Linked DNA regions of Sus scrofa: all the other regions are linked to region 1. Evidence: chromatin contacts called from public Hi-C and HiChIP or PLAC-seq data. All regions are on one chromosome and are shown on one strand. The core of a region is the stretch at or near the end of the contact, and the rest is flanking DNA. Distances in the headings are between cores, read along the strand shown. Region 1 holds the start of PPP1CB (protein phosphatase 1 catalytic subunit beta). Region 2 overlaps PLB1 (phospholipase B1, membrane-associated). Region 3 overlaps PLB1 (phospholipase B1, membrane-associated).

Region 1 (4,012 bases), core at 947-3,446:
CTAAATATACTTCCTGGGATTAAGAAGCAAGTAATGACATTCTTCACTGCCCAAGAGCAGGCTAAAAAAGCCGGAAAAGTCCCTTGTTTGGATTTGGGAGTTCCCTGAGTGAAGAGATTGTCTCTTATCTTTGGATTCCTGGTGACTGGCACAAAGCAGGTCAATAAATGTTTGCTAATTTAAAAGGAGAAAATGTCTGGACTAGAAATCAAGAAAGAAGGAAAGAAAGGGAGGGGAAAAAAAAGGAAGGGAAGAAAGAAATCATCTGAAACCAGAGCCGAATATTCATGTAATTTGAATTCACAGAAACAAATTACTTAGCCTATTTCCCCCATGATACCTTTTTTCTAAAAACCCCTGAAAAATCCACTAGTGAAGTTTCTTAATTAAATCATAAAAAGGTGCATCTGACAAAAGGCCCCCTGTTAAATATTTCAAAACACTTAAGTCTACTGTGTTTTATGTCTATTAAGTATATAAATATGTAAATATATGGAAAATAAAAGTGAGGAAGTTGAGATAACAAGCATCGGATTTTCAAATATTTCAATTTTACAAGCTAAGTTTAAAACGTATAAAAGTTTTTTGTACCAGTTGGTGGTGGGCATAAATATCCCTCAAAGTTAACAAGACACTAAAAATTTTACATAGCTGTATTTCCCCCTTAGAATAACGCACAGCTACACACACACAAACAAAATGTTTCCCCCAAAGCAAACGTCTCGTGGACCCAGTAAGATGTTCACATCTGTTAAAATCCGCAGTCTTTAACAGTGAACACGGACTGTAGGCACCAGGGGGCCTCCCAAGAATAACTTGATAGCAAAAGGAAAGGCAAACAAGAGTTCCCTGTAAAACTTTGCTCCTTATTCAGTCTTACGACTGCAGGAAGGCTTTTTACTCAGTCTTAGACTGCTGGAACGCTTGCACATCTGGAACAAATATACTGTAGTTTGTTACACAACGGTACACACAGAACTGAAGAGATACACACATGGGCGGATAAAAAAGAACTAGCGCCCTCTCCGCCGCCCCTCAAACATATAATCTTCTGTGAAGATTTTCCAAATGTAAGCACACACTGCTTCACTGTACCAAACACTTATCTTCAGGAAATTTGAAAGCAAGTAACAATGCACATGCAACCCTTCCACGCTTTCTGAGAGAGGACTCTACATTTTTTTCTTTTAATAGCTTAGTTTCTTTTCTACACACTCTAAAAGCAGTTTAGCGATGACGCAAACTTCAGGGCAAAGGGATTCACTGGCAGAAAATCGCGATTGACTTTGAGTAACATCCTGGCCGCTCCATCTCTTCTCTTTACCCTAACATAAAACTATCCAATAAAAACAGAAGGGCCCAGAAACTTCAAAAGCTGTGAAGACTTGTAAATATCTTTTAAACACAAGCGAAGCTTGACAATCGACCTTTTCTAAGTTTATGCAGAATTTAAAGCCTGCTCAAACCTGTTAAATTCTCAAACCCGAAAACCAAGCGCTTCAGTAAACATGTCTACATATTTCGTATTTCTTGCGTGCATCTTCAGCTCGCTCAAATACTTTTGTTTTACTCATTTTTAAAGCTAAATAATAAATGAAAGCTACTCAACTCCATCTTCTCCTTAAATAGAGCTGGTCCTGGAAGCATCAAGTAAAAAATGCAGAACAGATCAAACAGTTTTCTCAAGGAGAAGGTTTTATAAAATCCACTCCCAGAACAAGAATCGGAGGCAGCCAAGGGCAAGGCACAAAGAGAACAGAGAAGGAATACACTTTCCACCGGCATACAAAGCACAAGAGCACGCATCCTGGCACCCTCTTTGGGAAGGGTCACCCAGCAGCCCGGGGCTCCTCTACCCGCGTTCGGCGCGCCGCTGTGCGGGTCCCCGTAGGTCCGCAGGGGCACTGCCCGCCCGCGGGGTCAGCCCCTCTCGCCCGCCTCACCCCCACCCCCCCACCCCAACCCCGGGCCGTGTTCCCGGAGCCCGCTTCCTCCGGCCCACCAGCTTCTTAGCCCGCTCCTCGGCGGCCGCCCTGGGGCGGGAAAGGGGGTTCCCGCCCGCTCCGGTTGGCGGAGGAGGAAGCAGGGCTGAGGGAACCTCCCCTCTCCGCGGCCGGCCAGGCCCCGACTCACCCTCCAGCAGTCGGGTGATGAGACTGTCCACGTTCAGCTCCCCGTCCGCCATCTTGTCGGCACTAGACGCTCCTTCCCGGCCGCGGGAACAAGGGCTTCTCGGCGGCAGAGGCTGCGGCGACCGCTCGGCGTTCCCTCACCTACAAGTCACGCGGCGTTTCGACCCCGGTTCCAACTCCCCCTTCCCCCAGGCCCTCCCCCACCCCCTCCCCACCAAGTAGTGGAGCGCCGCACACTCGGAGGCACACACGATAAATAAATAAATAAACAAGCGGAGCCCCCACGAACCGGGCCGCGTCAGACCCAGCCGCCACCTCCTCCTCCTCGGCACCGCCCAACTCCGCAAAGCTCACCAGCGCCGCCGACGGCCCCACCCGCAGCGCCACTCACTCCACACCGCCCTTCCCCGCCACCGCGCCACGCAGGCCTCCGCGCAGCCGCACGGCGCACTCCTTCGCGGCGCCCCCCCCGTCCGCCAGCCGCGGCGCAATCGCACTAGACTCGGTTCTGCCGCCGCCGCGTCGCCGCCTTTGCGCAGGTGCGTCGCCTTCCCTCTCCACTTCCACTGCGCCGAATCGTCGCGGCTGCGCAGGCGCCCTCAAGGCTCCCGGGGGTTTGATGCTCTGGGAAAGCTCCCATTACGCAGGGCGCGCGTAGGCAGGGCTGACCTTCCGCTTCCCAGCTCCCTGAGGCTGGGCGCTCAGCAGACGACGTAGTTCTTGTGCTCTTCCCGCCTCGCCTTTCTTTTCTTGGTTTCAATCCTGGTGTTGCAAGCCAATTCCCGGGTCTTGTTAGGCGGGAAACACAGACTGCATTACCCATGTTTGAAACTGGATTTGCGCGTTTGGGAAGCAAGAATGGGGTTACTCTGCTGGAAAAGCTTGACATTGCAAATGAGGGATTTTTACCCTACGGTTCCACAAGGTTGGTTGCCCTGGTGTTCCTAGATGAAATAAATTAAATTGGGCCCTGAGGGTCAGCAGTAATAATGTTTTACGTGGGAACTGCTTTCTGCTCTCTACAGAGCGCTTTCACATAGCTTACTGTTTTTCCACAGTGTATTTTTGAGCAAGAAAAAAATACCTTCATTATATTGCTTCATCATCGTATCTTATAATTGTTGTTGCATTTTTATCTCCTACACTCTACTGTGAGCTGCTATAGGGTAAACTAAATTTATCTTTGTGCCTGCAGTTCCCACTAAGTATCTGGTACGCGGAAGAGAGGGACAAGGAAGCACAGAGGCTCAGAACAGTTCGTTGTTCACCTCGTCTTTCTACCACATAATTCTGCCTCTAGAAATACAGGAGAAAGAGTAGCCACGCAAAGCTTCTAGGTAAGCGAGAGTTTTTTGGCCCGTTCTCAGAGGTGGTCAGATGGGAAATCTTTACTCATTCCTCAGGTGTTTGTCCACAAAAATCAAACAAGATGCTGTCTCAAGCTCAAGGCAGTGCTGCTCCCGCTCACCTATTGCTAGTAATAGCTGACATTGATGAGATCTTTTTATGTGCTCTGGCGTTGCTTTATTTATTTATTTGTTTATTTTTGCTTTTTAGGGCATATCGAAGTTCCCAGGCTAGGGGTCAAATCAGAGCTGCAGCAGCTGGCTTATGCTACAGCAACAGCAATGTCAGATCTGAGCGCATCTGTGACCTACACTGCAGCTTGAGCCAATGCTGGATCCTTTAACCCACTGAGCAAGGCCAGGGATCAAACCCACATCCTCATGGATACTATTTGGGTTCGTTTCCCCTGAGCCACAATGGAAAACTCCTCTAGCACTACTTTAAATGTGTTATTTCATTTAATCCTTACACTAGCCATATGAGGTAGGCATTATTATTATCTCTACTTTGTAGATGGGATTTGTTAAGGCACG
Region 2 (3,992 bases), core at 1,472-3,971, 140 kb after region 1:
TTGAAAGCAGGATCATGCATAGGTCAGATTTCATTTAGGCAGAATGCTGTGGTTGCCTCCTGGCGAACAGATCTAAGGCAATGGCATACAAATGCTATACAATAATATCACCTGGGGAACTTTGAAAACATTGAACCCAGGTACTACCCCAGACTCAGTAAGAAAGAAAAAAAAAAACCTTTTTACGGAAGCTAACATACATGTAGAAATAAAGACAAATCATAGGTGAGCTGCTGATAAATTATGACAAAATGAGCACACCTATGTAATCAGCATCCAGATCAAGGAACAGAATATTACCAACACTGAGAGTGCCCTCCTACCCTCTTCTAGTAGTCCCCACCCCCCCATAAGACCACATATTAATTTGCTTGTTTTTGGATTTATATATGTAGTTGCATGTTGTTGATGTTTTATTCTCATTGCTATAAGGTATTTTATTGTGTGAATGTGCCACCATTTGTTTGTCTATTCTGCTGTTGGTAGACTCTTGGGGAGCTTCCTGTTTGGGGATTATGAATAGTGGTGCTATGATCATTCTTGGGGTATGCATCTTTTGGCAAACCAAGGCATGTACTCTTCTGTTGGGAATATTTGTAGAATTTGGGGGTCCCAGAATATATCCGTTCAGCTTTAGGAGACATTGCAAGGTTTCCCAAAGTGGTTGCAGGTATTCATGGTTCCCAAAAGTCCCCAGACAATTGTACTACACAGTCAGGGCTGATGATTGCTGTTCTGATAGCTGTAAGCCTGGGGACAGGGCCACCAATTAGACTAGCGTGGCCACCCAGTTCCCCGGGGGAGATGCCGGTGTTTGCCTTGAGGGAGCGACCACAGAAGACGGAGCAGGCAGCAGTGGAGGAACAGGCATCAGAAAAGAGGAGGAAAAACTGTTCAGAAGAAGAGAAGAACATTCCCAAGTGCCATTGGTGTTTCTGGCTTTGTGGAAGTCTCTGGAGAAGGAGGCATAAACTGTTCTGAGAGGACAGGCAGGGGATGAAACACTTTCAAGTGTGTGTGGCCACAGTGGGCTCCCCTGGGTGTCAGCCAAGGTCTGCAGACACTATGTCATAGGACTCTAATTAGGAGACATGAATTCACTGGTTGCACATGTGCTTATCAGTCTGGGAGCAGGGAGGCAGGGTGGTGCTGTGGCTAGGACCCTTGGCGATTAGACCTGGGTTCTAATCCCTATTCTGCCATTGTGTGATCTTGTGCAAATTGCTCTGTGTCCCTACATTGTAGTTCTAGAGCATTCTGGCTGGCTGACCTCTAAGATCCTTTCCAGTTCTATCGGTTTGTTATTTTATGTCACCCTAGGGGTGAAATTCCAGGAAGAAGATAATCTGAAAAGTGGACATGATATATCCAAGATAGTTTTGGATGGAAAACACTGGACTATGTAATTATTTCCCCAATGTATATAGCCGATAAGATACTCTTAGATGATTTTAGGTTTGTTTTGCTTTTTTTTTTTTTTTTGGTACATGTGGCCACACTCCGGCATATGGAAGCTCCAGGACCAGGAATCAAATCTGAGGTGCAGCTGCAGATAAGACACTCTTAGGTGATTTTAGGTTCATTTTGCCTTGCTTTTGTCGTTTTTGGAATTTGGGGGATGGCTGGGGAGCCACAGACGGCCTTGTAGTATTAATAATATGGCTCCATGGCAGTGTTTCCCTTTTGTTTTCAGATCTAAATCCCTCCCACTTACTTGTGTGGAATAAAAGCCTCTCACTTGAGTGAATAGCAAGAACTACTGAGATTGCTTTGGAAGAGAAGGTCAGAACTACATTAGTTCATGCAGAATGAGACCCGTGGGCCTTGTCATGTTCACGTCATCGTGACATCATGCGGCCACCGACCCCGAGGAGATGCGTGGAGGGTCTTGGCGCTCAGCAGGCTCAGAAGGCCCCAGGTAGGAGGACTGAACCTTGATGGGGATGCTGGGAAGGAAAGGCTCAGGGCTTAGCATTCCTGCTCCTCCTCAGAATCCGTGGGTTCCCTTGAGGTCAGAGAGGGATAAGTGGAACCATGCACAGCTATCCAATTTTGGGGAGGATTTTAAGAGGAATGAAGCCGAGTGACTCAGCCACTGAAAGGCAACTGGACTTCAAAGCAAGAAACAAACAAACCAAAAAAAGAATCTTCAAAAGAAACATAACTGTTCTCAGGAATTACGTTGTTTTAATTTTGATTTAAAAAGTACTGTGGGGTGTTTCCATTGTGGCTCAGTGGTTAACGAACCCGACTAGGATCCATGAGGTTGCGGGTTTGATCCCTGGCCTTACTCAATGGGTTAAGGATCTGGCGTTGCCTTGAGCTGTGGTGTAGGTCGTGGACATGGCTCTGATCTGGAGTTGCTGTGGCTCTGGTGTAGGCCAACACCTAGAGCTCTGATTTGACACCTAGCCTGGGAACCTCCATATGCTGCGGGTGCGGCCCTAAGAAGACAAAAAAAAAAAAAGTACTGTGGAGGTAGGGTTGGGAGGGAACTCAAAGCTATTCTGACTGTAGTTCAGAATCCTGGGCTGACAGATATGACGAAAGTTCTAAGAGTGGGCAGAATGTGATGTCAACAGTGGGAAAACACCAGGCAAACAAAAGCAGAGGAAGGCTGAGTCTGCAATTAAGTAGGCCAAGGATAAAAGCTCCTTACATGCTGTTCTGAGAAGAGGAGGAGGAGGTGTAGCTAAGGAGAAAGTCAATATTGTGAGTCAGCCGAGTGAGACACTGGACACGCTGGAGGAGCTGACAGGTGTGGGAATATTTGCACAGTGGTGCTTGGCAGAGCCACAGCGAGCCCGAAACTGCAATGAAAGGAGCAGGCGTGTAAGACTGTTTAGTCACCATGGGAGAAATGAAGGAACACGCCAGTCGGGGTGGGGATTGGGTTACCCACAGAGCCTGGATCAAAAGAAACCCATGGATTGGAAAGGCATTTCATTTGCTCTGAGCGAGAGGATGCAGCTCTCAGGGTTACGGGTCGAGCTCTGTGCAACCAGAGCTCACGGTCCCATAGCGAGTGGCCATCCACAAAAGGCAGAGGCGAGGCCGAAAGCTGGGCTGTGGCCCCTGGGCTCTAGGTTCATTTCAGGAGGTTCCCTTTTCCTCATCAGAAAGGGCTAGAACAAGTGGCAGCCTGGGCAACCAGGCTGATTGGCTCTTTTCTTTCTGCTGTTTAAAGAGAGAATGGTTGGGAATGTGTTGGCTGGAGGAACGGGGCTGACATCTGCTGAATGCTGATGCTCGGGCTGGGTGCTATGCGCACGTTATCTCAATTTCTTGAGGTCTCTGTCATTTTTGTTGTTTTTGTAGCTATTGATACAAATAGCCAGGGAGAGAGAGTTTGCCAAAGGTCACCCAGTAAGGGGTGGCAGCTGATATTTTCATCCAGGCTCCCTGGGGACTAGGTCATCCCCCGACAGCACTGGGCACTGCCGAGCGAATCGAATCGGTCAGGACAAATAAATGAGCTGCCGGTTCTGTGCCTTGGGGAGAAAGGAGCCACATGGGCCAGTAGGTTTCTCCTTGTGGGAAAGAGAGTCGGCATCTAAGGTGACACAAACCAGCCCCCTTGACCCCCAGGCACTGACCATGTTGTTCCAGAGAGCGATGGCCAGCTCGGCATGCCCGTGTTCAGAGAAGTGCAGACAGTCCTCGGAGAAGATGCTGAGGTCAGCGCCCCCTCTCTGTGAGCAAAGGCAAGGGGTCATCTCCCTGGGGCGAGGGCCCTGCCACCTGCCCCCCCAGGCAGCGGCGCCCTGGGCTTTTCAACGTTCCTCCTTTCAATTCTGCTGCCAACTGGCTCAGATCTTGATGGAGAAAATCCCTGCTTAGGGCATTTTTATTTTTTAAAAATTCTACCCACCTCCAGTCCATCCCTGTCCCTTCAGCATCCCTGCCCTAAGAGTTGAAAAGGAATATTTTTAGGACACGTTCCCTTTCATCCCAGTCCAGCTAGGGAGCTAGGCGGAGGAGCGTGGTCACTG
Region 3 (3,854 bases), core at 941-3,440, 190 kb after region 1:
AAATGAAGCCACAGAATTTGTTACAAGAACTGTTAGGTTTTGTACGATATCTGCTTTGGTCCATGTGTGCCCTTTCCTGTCATGGATAAATAAGGGTTCCTCTGGTGGGGACTGCTGTTCAGGGCTGTGCTGAGAGCTGGGAGAAGGTCTCAGGGGATCTAGGAACCAAAACCTAGGAATCCCTTGGAACTACATGGTAAAGTGAGGTTTGTGATGATTCTGGAAGAAACATAGGACTGAGCATCAGAAAGGATCATTCTGTTCACTTTTCCTAGATGGATGTGGCATGCCTTGGTCTGCTGGCCTGGCAGCAAATCCCAAGAGGCATGCAGGGCTCCGGAATTGTGGAGAGGCCTGGAGCTGTAGGACCTGGAGAGCTGGACCCTGCTTGCTGGAACCCTCCACCACGACCCTGTTGTCCCGTCACTCACTCACAGTTTTCCCCAGGTGGGTCGTGCAGCCCTGCTGCATGGCTGCTGGGACCACTATCCCAACCCAATGTGTCTGCATGATTTTCAGCTCCTTGGAACTGTCCCATTCAACATGGCACTGAGCCTCCCAGCTGCCCCGTGGGAGAGGGTCAGCCCCAGTTCTTAGAGGCCAAGGCTTAGAGAGGCCAGGGGAGAAGCCAGGGCTCAGGCGCAGACCACCCCCAAGCCCCGCCCCCAAGACTGGCGCTCTTCCCAGTAGCCAGGAAGGATGCCAAGTATGCAGCCTGAAAAGCAAGTTGGAGGCAGAGGAGGAGAAGAGGGCAGGAAAGGCAGAGCACTGCCAGAGTGATAAGACCTGGGACTCAGACAGAGTCTGCTCACGGCCGCTGCCTTAGGTGAACATGAGGTTTATAGAGGAGGCAAAGTCAACTGCTCAAAGCATGTACCTGGCATCAGAATCAACTGTGACTAGTTCCTGGAGGTCCAGGGAGGGGTGGGCTAGCAGGTTTATGTGTCCCACAAGAAGGGACAACCCCAAGAGAGCCCACCCCATCCAGTCTTTGACTTTAGACCCTTGCCCTAGGCCAACCCCCCAACCTTCAACCATACACCCCAGTCTAGGTCAACCTAGAGGTTCCCAGAGGATGTGTGTGGTTCACCACCACCCCCGCGCCCCCGCCCCAGGGCCCCCCACTCACTCTGCTCGGGATCCTGCCACAGCCTGGTTTAGAAAGGCCCCAGGGCTGTTTTCTCTTCCTGTCCCAACAGAGAAGCCTTTCAGGGAAGGGTTGAATTCCCGGAGGATGTCTGGAAATGGAAGAGATAAGTGTAGTCACTGCCCCAAAGCCATCTCCACATTCCTTTGATAAGCACCAGGGGGGGCTGGGGACAAAGCAGGGGCCCCACCCCACAGCTCTCAGGCTTACTGTTCACTTGGCAGTGAAACAAACCATCCAGCAGGCTGGTGCTGAACCACGGGGGCAGCACACACAGGTGCTGTGAAGTAGGGTTGAATCAATGCCAGGCTGGCTCAGGTGCTGCTCTCAGGCACTTTGCTTTCTTCTCTAAATATGCAATTGCTTCATTCGCATGTCATAAAATTCGCCAGTTTAGAGTACAACCTGATGGCTTTTAGTTCATTCATACAGTTGGGCAACTGTCCCCCCAAAAAACTTCAGAACATTTTCATCACCCCCAACGGAGCCCTGTATCCATGAGCTGTCTCCCCCCATTTCTCCCAGCTCCATGGCAACCTCTAAGTTACTCTCCGTCTCTACAGGTTGGCTTCTAAATCTGGACGTTCGTATAAAGGGAATCGTACAATACACGATGTCTTTTGTTTCCGGCTGCTTTCTCTTGGCAAGTTTTTTATCAATGGTCATCCGTGTTATAGTATGAATTGGTACTTCATTCCTTTTTAGTGGCAAATAATAAAGATCCCATGTGCGACTATATCACGTTTTCGGATTTTAACCTAACTTGGCATTCCTGGGATAAATTCCACTTGGTCATGGGGTATGATCGGTTTTATACTTGCTAGATTTGGTTTGCTGGTATTTGGTTGAGAACGCCTCCATCTATATTCAAAGGGGATACTGATCTGTAGTTTTCTTTCCTTGCCGCGTCTTTGTCTTATTTTGGCCTTAGGGCCTAATTGACAATAATACTGGCCTCATTGACTCAACTGGGAAGTAGTCCCTCCTCCTCTATTTTTGAGAGGAATTTGTGAAGAATTGGTATTATCTCTTCTTTAAATGTTTGAGGGAAGTCACCAGTGAAACCAGAACAGCCTGGCTTTTTTTTTTTTTTTTTTTTTCTTTCAGATGGGAAGTCTTTCAATGATGGATCTCTCAGCTTCTAAATCTATTCAGATGTTCTATTTCTTCTGGACTCAGTTCTCGGTAGTTTGTGTCTGTCTAGGAATTTGTCCATTTCATCTAAATTGTCTAACAGATTGGCATACCATTGCTACCGTTGTTCAAAGTGTCATCTCCTAGTCCTTTTTATTTGTGGACTAGTGTCTCCTCTTTCATTTCTGATGGTTAGGCGCTCTCCCCTCCCCCGTCCACCTTGGTCAGTCTAACTGCTTGCCAATTTTGTGCATCTTTTCAATCTCATGCATTCTAATGCCTTTACGACACTGGATCTACACTTGACTTTTCACTTTCCCATCTTCCCCAACTTGGCTGAGAAATCCTGACAGCAGGATCTGTTTACACCATTGCATATGCTCAATAAATTCTTATGGACGTGTTAAGAATAACTCCAAGTTCGGAAAAGCTGGGGGGGGATTGTTAAAAGTCATATGGTTACTGAGAATAGAATCCCAAGCTAGAATCTCAGTCTCTCGGCTCCAGTACATGGTACTTCCCCCTGGCCCAAAAGCTACTAGGATGTGGGCTAGACACTGGATGGGTATCAGTCAAGACTTTCAGGCACCACACCATCCAGCAGAGTGCTCTTGATCAACAAGCACTGCCATGGGGTCTACACAGCACAGATGGATTGAACTCATTCCTTGTGGCTTTGGGGGCGTTGTACCAATGGATGGCAATGCCTCTGATCTCTTGAACAGAAGGAAGAGCTGTGAGATCACTAGAGCTCTCTGAAGTTGGAAGAGATTGTCCTAGACTCCCCGTTACTGGAGGAACCCAGCAGAGGCCAGTTAGGTACTTAGCAGGAATATCACAGAAAGACACTACCCATCGGACAGGGCAAGGACTTGCTGGTGCGCCGTTACCGCTGCCAGAAACATGCCTCTCTCTCTTTCTTCACCTGATGAATTCCAGTTCTTAAAGTCCCTTTTTAAAAGGCAGTGTTAACAGCCTTCTTATTTTCTTTCCCCTAAACTTTGGAGGTGGCTACAATTATTGGTACACGTGTCTGTCTTTAGGGAGACATGGCCCTAAAGAGCTTCAGGGATGTCGTCTGGCCAGGCATCATTCTCCTGTTTCCCAAGCACCCAGCACTGGAGTACTTGCTGGATTCAGCTGAGGAGGGAGCTGAACTGAGGTTCTGGTCTGACCCTATGTTCTCCTAAGTTTTCCAGCATATTTCCATGTGCTTATTTCCCCATGGATGACCCCGTCCCTACAATCAGTCTGTCTTTACAATGCTAGCAAGGGAGTCTGAACAGGCAACGGTTCTGTCCTTGGGCTAAGTGTGTTGGGGGATATTGTCTCAATCTTGTAGAAATCCCTTCAGTGAAAAGTCTTATACGCTTTTTTTTTTTTTTTTTTTTTTTTTTTTTTGCTTTTTAGGGCTGTACCCTTGGCATATAGAGGTTCCCAGGCTAGGGGTCGAATCGGTGCTACAGCTGTCAGCCTACACCACAGCCACAGCAATGCAGGCTCTGAGCCACATCTGCGACCTACACCACAGCTCATGGCAATGCCAGGTCCTTAACCCACTGAGCGAGGCCAG

What was found. Hi-C and Micro-C count contacts between places; a contact is called where the count stands out from the background. HiChIP or PLAC-seq counts read pairs in DNA pulled down with a chosen protein or histone mark.
Region 2: an H3K27ac HiChIP or PLAC-seq map of skeletal muscle shows a contact between it and region 1. The contact joins the enhancer-like site here to the promoter of PPP1CB in region 1. A contact is called at or near these places in 1 of 5 promoter capture datasets (liver), 5 of 47 Hi-C or Micro-C datasets (alveolar macrophages, embryonic fibroblasts, liver and 1 more) and 1 of 2 datasets of contacts at active chromatin or transcription factors (skeletal muscle).
Region 3: a Hi-C map of retroperitoneal adipose tissue shows a contact between it and region 1, with 1.9 times the contacts expected there. The contact joins the enhancer-like site here to the promoter of PPP1CB in region 1. A contact is called at or near these places in 2 of 5 promoter capture datasets (fetal skeletal muscle and liver), 10 of 47 Hi-C or Micro-C datasets (alveolar macrophages, embryonic fibroblasts, fetal skeletal muscle and 5 more) and 1 of 2 datasets of contacts at active chromatin or transcription factors (skeletal muscle).

What each region holds. Positions count from the first base shown.
Region 1 is chr3:110,472,192-110,476,203 of Sscrofa11.1, forward strand. PPP1CB (protein phosphatase 1 catalytic subunit beta) reads right to left here and starts at 2,197. Exons shown (of 8, transcript NM_214184.2): 1 at 2,134-2,197. The coding sequence starts at 2,185. It overlaps LOC106509865 (a long non-coding RNA gene), which reads left to right and starts at 2,774. Exons shown (of 8, transcript XR_002342800.1): 1 at 2,774-3,057; 2 at 3,328-3,469.
Region 2 is chr3:110,611,515-110,615,506 of Sscrofa11.1, forward strand. It overlaps PLB1 (phospholipase B1, membrane-associated), which reads right to left. Exons shown (of 59, transcript XM_021087673.1): 57 at 3,597-3,692. It overlaps LOC106509865 (a long non-coding RNA gene), which reads left to right. Exons shown (of 8, transcript XR_002342800.1): 5 at 1,694-1,918; 6 at 3,610-3,677. Among named protein-coding and RNA genes, the nearest start is that of PLB1, 130 kb to the right of the region's middle. Within about 2 kb of position 2,722, at least 23 of the 83 cell types and tissues checked have an H3K27ac peak or open chromatin away from gene starts, as enhancers often do. A contact at or near this core is called in skeletal muscle, where this site is marked.
Region 3 is chr3:110,666,706-110,670,559 of Sscrofa11.1, forward strand. PLB1 (phospholipase B1, membrane-associated) reads right to left here. Exons shown (of 59, transcript XM_021087673.1): 22 at 1,130-1,238. Among named protein-coding and RNA genes, the nearest start is that of PLB1, 73 kb to the right of the region's middle. Within about 2 kb of position 2,191, at least 16 of the 83 cell types and tissues checked have an H3K27ac peak or open chromatin away from gene starts, as enhancers often do. A contact at or near this core is called in omental adipose tissue and retroperitoneal adipose tissue, where this site is marked.